2 separate regions of the Macaca mulatta genome follow, and region 1 is linked to region 2. Evidence: chromatin contacts called from public Hi-C data. All regions are on one chromosome and are shown on one strand. The core of a region is the stretch at or near the end of the contact, and the rest is flanking DNA. Distances in the headings are between cores, read along the strand shown. Region 1 holds the start of SESN3 (sestrin 3). Region 2 holds the start of SRSF8 (serine and arginine rich splicing factor 8).

Region 1 (3,894 bases), core at 1,318-3,817, 170 kb after region 2:
AACTTAGAGTTATATCAACAAGAAAAACATGTCTTTATTAGAAATAAATTTTTCACTGTTATTTTAAGAATGATGAAACATTTAAAATGCTACATACTGATTCTCTTAAGAGCACTTCAAAGTGGCACTCTTAAAAAGCTGCAAATGTTGCCAAGTCATGTTATAACTGGCTCAAAGAATCTTATTTCCATTAAGTTATTTCATGCCACTGCATGAATCAGTATTAAATACCTTGGAGTTACTAAAAACTGGAATACTGGCAGAGATGTGCACAGCAATTATAAAATATGAAAATGTGAATACTCCTTTTCCACGTTTCTTTTAATAATGGCTAAAAATGAGGATGTTCTTTCTAGGTAAACAGAAATAGTTTCTTAAAAGCTAAAGGAAAGATGTAATATCTTAAATGCTAGCAAAGTGTCATGGATCCATAGCCATAGCTCTCTCAAAAGAAAAATGAAATACATTTTGAAGCCTAATATTACCTCCAAACATTTTATTAGCCTGACAAATTGCCAGAGCCATTAAAAAAATTTTTTTATCAAAGTCAGTACAGTGCTCTTTTTCCTTATTCAATTAAAAAACATAACTTGCTGTCATTTTAACCAGGCTGCACTTTAATCAAACGTGTCTTAAACTACACATTTTTTTCATGTCAAAGACATAACATAAATTTAAAAATTAAGAAATACATTTTTTTGAAAGCTAAGTTCAGATGACATCTGGCCCTGCAGTGAAAGAGTTAACATTCAGCTAAGCTGATCTGCACTTCTGATCCATTACATTTCTCACAAGCTACCCTACAATGAGCTGAGCAAGTATCAACTGTAATTTGATCCTAGAGTTTATGGAAAAAAATAACTGCACATACTCAACATGCACATTTAATAAAAATCTGTTTCAAGAGAAACATATCCAATAAACACAATTTAAGGCATATTTAACTGTTCAATTAACCTCAAATCTGCAATCCCTTTGCTCTCACGCTCTCAAATAAAATAGGAAGAAAAAAAAAAAAAAGCAGCAGCCCTACTGCAGGGAAAAGAGGCTTGAAAAACAACTTTGATTGGCACTTGGCCTGACCCACAGAGGAAGAAAAACAGTTTTTGGACAAAGAGCGCAAATATTTGAGCTTGCTTACTTACGTGATTTTTTCTTTCTTCCTTTAAAAAAAAATGTAGAAAGAACAATCCCAAAGTGAACTGTATTTAGAGATATTGACTAAAAACGGTACCATATTCATCTCCGCTTTCAGTCCCGATGCATTTGCACAGCTCAGCAATTTTAATTCATTTGTAGTGAACAAACAGAAGCATCTCACCTAACGTTTCCACTTAATAAAATGTAAAAATAGAGTTTGAATACGAATAAACTGATTACAATATTACTTTGGGGCAGCTGTTAAAATCCGATCACAAACTCTAGAGACCTTTTTTTCATTCCTTTCCCCATCCCTCTCGTCCTTCCCCACGGGGCGATTAAGCCAAGTGAGCTAAACAATACTGGAGTAAACTTTCTATCAGTCACTCTAGGAAGCAGCAATAAACTGATGGTGCGCCTGATTTTTCTGGATCAACGCGGGGGAGGGGGGTGCTAAGGAGGAATAACCCACATCCACCTCAGTCTCCTCCTCCCCCAACCCCAGCCTCAGGAACTGGCCAGGTCGAATTGCATTTCCCATGGGCATAAAGTTCAAGATGCTTTACTGGTTCCTTTTCGAGACTACAGACACAGGACGACCATCCAAACAATTTGAAAAGAGGGGTGTTGGGCAAGGCGCGCAAGGCAGAAGCAACCGAATAAACAAAAACAACACTCGCAAGAGTTAGCTACAGCAAAGAGGGGCCAGCCAGGTTCCTCGGGATCCGACCCAGCTGCTCTGATTTCACACCGATCTCCATCAACAGCTAAACTGCACAGGGAGGAGGATCGAATCGATCCCTACCGCCCTCCGCCGCCGAAGGAGCTGACCCGGGGTAGTAAGTTAGGGAAATGAGCCGTAAAGGAGAGCAAAGGCACCAAAGAAAAAGAACAAGGGAAGAAAAAAATATCCCAACCCCTCCGGACTTGCGTCTGTCCCGGCGGAAATAAAAAGCCGCAGCAGTCCAAACCCTCCCGCCCTCAACCCACGCCCCCTTTTTTCGGTCCCTGCGGAGGGACGGTGCCCGGGGATCCCTCTGAGCCTCCCCCAGTGCGCGCCCGGGGACGAGCCACCCAAGCCCCCGCCGGCAAGAAGCGACCCTCGCCGGCAGGACACCGGGCCGAACCCGTACCTTCCGCAGCACTTTCCGGCAGTTGGTACAGAGCAGGTAGTTGGCGGCGGCCGACGGGCTGCTGCCGCCCCGGTTCATCGTGGCTACGGGCGCCGAGGCGCAAGCGGGCGGAGGGCCGGGTCCGGGCTGTCACTGCGGCCACTGCGGGGCCGGTCCGTCCCCCCGCCGCCACCCGCGATTCCGCCTCAGCCTCCTCAAGGCGGGATGTCGGGAGGAGAGGCGACTGCCCGAAAGCGAGCGGCACTGCCAGAGGCGACCACCGCGGCAGCTGCCCCAGCGACGGCGGAGACGGCGGCGGCTGCTCCTCACCGGCCCGTTGTTCCACCCGCCCCCATCCTCCAGACCCCCGCCCCCGCCAGGCTAGGACGAGCAGCCGCCACCGCTGCCACCGCCACCGCCGCCGCCGCAGCGCCTCAGTGCGGCCCCGCCTCCGCCGCCCCACCACCTTCACCACCTCGACGCTCCGGTACCGCCCCTCCCGCCAATCGGACAGCTCCGGCTACGCCCCCCAGGCGCTAGCCCGCAGCCAATGAGCAACGAGAGCCCGCTTGGGAGTCGCGCCGGCCAATCGCAGGGGCCGAGGAAGCCTTGAATCTCCGGGCAAGTTAAGTTTGTCTCCGAGGCTCGGAACTGAAGGGAGATGGCGGTTAGCTAAGTAGTAGGGTAGCAGGGAACAGTTTGCTCTCCTCTGCCAATAAGAGGACGAGGGTGTGTCGTATGCAAATATACTGCCATCCAAGCCCCACCCCCAAGATAAGCCACGCCCCCCCAGGTCCCTGCAAAAGTGGTGAGCTGAATGAGATAAATAGTTGGGAGCTAGAGCTCGCTAGAGAGTCTAAGATTGAGCTAAATATTTCCTGATCTCTCGAGAAAGGGGGAGGGGAGTGGGAGGATTAAATGTTCCTTCCTTCAGGGCAGTGGTTAGGCTTTCTCTCCACCAAAATCTAACTTTAGCTGTAAAGAAGCCTGCAGTTATGAAGGACTTTGTATCCAGGGATCTCAAACAACTTTATGCATCATTTATTGTGAACCGTGTTTTGCAAAGACTTCAGTTACTTGAGGCTTGAGAGGCGGATAGGGGATAAATGTCTGAGTTATATATATATTTATGCAAGTAATCGAGTTTGAGGGGAGAGACACAAAACCTCTGGTTTAGCGGTTTCCTCCTGTTTCTGAAGTACCTTCTCGCGGTTATCTTAGAGATGTAAGTTCCTTTACTTGTCCAGCACGAAAAGGCCAAAGGGGCTTGTTTTCTCACCCAAAAGACCTTCCTGAGGCAGCTGTTCGAATACATGCAGAGCACAGAGCCCTGCTCAGAAAGGAAGGTTCAGAGAACAAATTGCCGTTTAAAACTATTGGGACAAACCTGCCTCTTCCAAAGCTTAGAATGGTGAGTCAGGGTTTTAGCTTCCACGTTCTGCGGAGAGAAGGCAGACTTGATTGGGGAAAGCGCAGGCTGACCGAGTGTGGGGGGACAGACGGGTAGGGGAGCCAGGTCTCCCGAAGGGGCTAGCAATGCGCGTCGGAGTCGAATGCGGGTTCCCGATGCTAGACGCCGGCAACCTGCTCCCGAGTGAGAACAAAGGCAGGCGCAGAGCGAGAACCTGATTGGTGCCCGGTC
Region 2 (4,055 bases), core at 858-3,357:
CAAATCTTAATGCCCTCACCTCACCTGCTAAAACTAAAAAGTCTGATATTCACCAAAGGTTTGCAAAAGTGAAGAGCACTGAGCACCCTCATATACAGCTATCCTGTGTGTAAATTGATAAAAACTGCTGAAAAACAATCAGGCATGATAAAGTTTGAATTCACATACAGTTGTCCTTTGATATTCTGCAGGCAGAGGGGGTCTGGTCCTTAGTAACCCCTGAGGATTCTGAGGTATGCTTGGTATGCACATGTAACCTATACATATCTTCCAATATACTTTAAGTCATCTCTAGATTACTTACATTATGATGAAAATGCTATGTAAATAATTGTTTACTGTATAATGTTTTATTTATTTTTATTGTTTTTTTTTTCTGAATAATTTCTACCCACAGTTGGCTGAATTCACTGATGCTGAAGCCAGAGGTTACAGTGGGCTTCCTGTATTCTATGACAAGGGATCCATTCATACGTAAAAGGACACATGAGCTCCAGTATACATGTCCAAGCGTGTTCTGAGCAACACTGTAAGAGGCCCAAAGTGGAAACAACCCAAGTGCCCATGAACAGCAAAACATTTATACCATTGAATGCCTTACGGCAAGGCAAAAGGATCAAGTACAGCTAGATGGAACAATATAGATGAGGGAAATAAAACACAAAATACATTAAAATATAAAAAGCACAATTCTATGTATATAAGGTTACATAACATTTTCAAAATCAGCAACATTTTAATTAATTTAATTTATTTAGAATTCTCCTGCAGAGGAGTTTTCTCTCTTCTCTCCAATGTGTTAATTTATTTAACCATTTATTTACGGCAGCACAGATTCATATTTTGTATTTTGGAATATGATATAGTAGTATTTTAGTTTGTTCCTTAAATTGTTCAATATGTGGCCATTGGGAGCTGTTTTATTGGTTTTTGTACCACATTAAAATTACTCCATCAATGCTTTTGTTTGTTTTCTATTTATCACATCATTTTCCAGCACTCCAAGATGCTCTAGGCCCTTTCTGTATATTTCCTTTCCAGATCTAGAAACTGTATTTCTTCATCAGTATTGCTAAATTTTTTTTTTCTTTAAAAGTGTTAGATTTCAAATTTTATTAATCCTCTTTTTAAAAAACATATCATCCCTTTTGTTTATTTGTAATTCTATTTTTATTTTAATGTTTTATTCTTTTGTTTTGGTTTTGCTTTACTAATTGCTTGACTTCAACATTAAAAAGTTTTAGAAATGTGGTTATTAATTTTCAAATAAATATGATTGGATTCAGGTTTTTTATTTTTAACTTTCAATATTATTTCACTGAGGTCCAGATGTACTCAATTTATTGACCTATGAAATTTTAATTGACATTTATTTTGTAGTCTTGTATTGGGAAATTCTTGTGTTTTCTACATGTTTTTGGTTGTTGCAGGTTATATGATCAAAATTGTTGTTTGTTGTGCAAATTATTATAGCATTACTAGTTTTGTTCTCTGCACTATTGATTTCTGAGAAAACGGTGTTACGGGGGAAAAAACCTCCCATCATGAGTGCAGATTTTTCAGTTTTACCTTATAACTCTCAGTCTTGGCTTTCTATGTGTCACTGTTGTGTGTTTAGGTGCGTTAAGTTCATCACTGTCATGTTTTCCTAGTGAATTTTCTTTTCAATAACTATAAAATGTGCTTCTTTGATCCTATCAATACACTGGATATTAATATTGCTACCCTAGGTTTCTTTTGTTTAATATTTGTCTGGATTGCCTGTTCCCATAAATTGACCTTTAATCAGTTAGCTTTGTTCTTAAGATTGGTTTAAAATTAGAATAATAGGGAGGGGCATGGGAGGGTGGGACGTCTAATTTAAACCCAGCCCAGTGATTACACTAGCTGGGCGCTGGTTAGGATGTTGCCCAGGTATAAAGCCAGGATCTTTGGGACCTGGCTTCATTTGGAGTTCAGCTACTAAGAGGAAACCTTCCTCCTGGAGTATTCGGCCTGAAACTGGGAATTTGGAAGTTGCTGCTCCAGGGCGCTCCCTGCGGAGGTCGGCCGCCAGCCTCTCCGCCCGGCCTTTCCCGGCGTCCCCACGCGGGGCGCAGCCGCGAGAAAGGAACGCAGGTCACACCGTCAGCGCCCAGAGCAGCGCCAGTTTCCGGGCCCGGCCTGCTCTGGGAGCCATGAGCTGCGGCCGCCCCCCTCCCGACGTGGACGGCATGATCACCCTCAAGGTGGACAACCTGACCTACCGGACCTCTCCCGACAGTCTGAGGCGAGTGTTCGAGAAGTACGGGCGCGTGGGCGACGTGTACATCCCGCGGGAGCCCCACACCAAGGCCCCCCGCGGCTTCGCCTTCGTCCGCTTTCACGACCGGCGCGACGCTCAAGACGCCGAGGCCGCCATGGACGGGGCGGAGCTGGACGGACGCGAGCTGCGGGTGCAGGTGGCGCGCTATGGCCGCCGGGACCTGCCCCGCAGCCGCCAGAGAGAGCCACGCGGCAGGTCCGGAGGCGGCGGCTATGGACGGCGGAGCCGCAGCTACGGACGGCGGAGCCGCAGCCCCAGGCGGCGACACCGCAGCCGATCCCGGGGTCCCAGCTGCTCCAGGTCCCGCAGCCGATCTCGCTATAGGGGTTCTCGCTATAGCCGGTCTCCCTGTAGCCGATCTCCTTACAGCCGGGCGCACTGCAGCCGCTCTCCCTACAGCCGATCTCGCCACAGGGAATCTCGCTACAGCGGATCTCGCCACAGCTCATCTGGTTACAGTAACTCTCGCTACCGCCGCTCTCGCCACAGCCGATATCACAGCAGCCGGTCTCACTCGAAGTCTGGGTCCTCCACTAGCTCTCGCTCTGCATCAACCTCCAAATCGAGCTCTGCGCGACGATCCAAGTCCTCCTCGGTCTCCAGGTCTCGCTCACGGTCCAGGTCTTCATCTATGACCAGGAGTCCTCCCCGGGTATCCAAGAGGAAATCCAAGTCCAGGTCTCGATCCAAGAGGCCCCCCAAGTCTCCCGAAGAGGAAGGACAGACGTCCTCTTAAGAAAATGATGCATCAGGAAGCAACATGATGGAGGACTTGGGGAAAAGGATCACATACTCAGTCCATGGAAGCAACGTCCCTGGAAGAAGGGGCTGCCTATTGAAAAGGTTGTGTCACACTTTTCTACCTTTTTACCAGTTTGAAGCTTTGCATCAGGTGGCAAAATTCATTCTGTGCGCCGTTTTGTTGTTATTCACATTTTCTTGTAACTTAGGAGGTGAACGACCTAAGATTACATTATTGGGTTTGTATATTTGAGGCAAAAATTTATTTTTATTTCTATAGTGACGACTGTTTTGGTTTGAAATGAACAGATTGGTAACCTAATTTGTGGCCTCCTGACTTTTAAGGAAACGTGTGCAGCCATTACACACAGCCTAACGCTGTCAGGACATTGCTTCAACATTGCCTTCATTCCTTAAAGTTAAAAACCTACAAAAGGTGGTGTAAATTAATATGGATAATTTTATTTACCTCCAGGTCTAAAAGGTAGTATGATCCAAATTCGTATAAAGATTTTTCATGTGAAAGGACTGGGTTTTTAGCAAACACAAGTCTAATCTCTTTTGTGTTTTTGTGCACCAGGCCCGGCTGCGTAGCAGTTGAGTGATGCTGGTTAGCTATTAAGGTGGCCTGTTGCAGTGCAGAGTGCTGAGCTGCTTCCTGTTTTCTTCTGATTGCTCCTGGGGAAAACACGCCTTGTCCTGAAGAACAAATGGCTGTCCAGTTTATTAAAATGCCTGTCAACTGCACTTCCAGTCACCCAGGCCTTGCAGATAAATAATGGAGCATGCAGTGAGCACATCTAGCTGATGATAATCACACCTTTCCCCCCGTCTTTTCTGAAAAATTGTAACTCTGATCATATCAACATGTATGAACTTAAAATATGGAGAATGTTATGTAAGAAATGGTTTATAAGTTTGTTAAGTACTTAAAACGTGTATCTTTTTGATTATGAATTTTTTACGCTAACCATTGTTTCTGTAGTTAAAATTGTTTTCTTGGTGTTAT

The links. A called contact is a pair of places that touch in the nucleus more often than the background predicts.
Region 1: a contact with region 2 is called in a Hi-C map of liver, with 4 times the contacts expected there. The contact joins the promoter of SESN3 here to the promoter of SRSF8 in region 2. A contact is called at or near these places in 3 of 14 Hi-C or Micro-C datasets (fetal cortex germinal zone, fetal cortical plate and liver).

The regions. Positions count from the first base shown.
Region 1 is chr14:96,051,210-96,055,103 of T2T-MMU8v2.0, forward strand. SESN3 (sestrin 3) reads right to left here and starts at 2,568. Exons shown (of 10, transcript NM_001266247.1): 1 at 2,274-2,568. The coding sequence starts at 2,351.
Region 2 is chr14:95,884,442-95,888,496 of T2T-MMU8v2.0, forward strand. SRSF8 (serine and arginine rich splicing factor 8) reads left to right here and starts at 2,108. Exons shown (of 1, transcript NM_001266335.1): 1 at 2,108-3,422. The coding sequence starts at 2,178. The coding sequence ends at 3,041.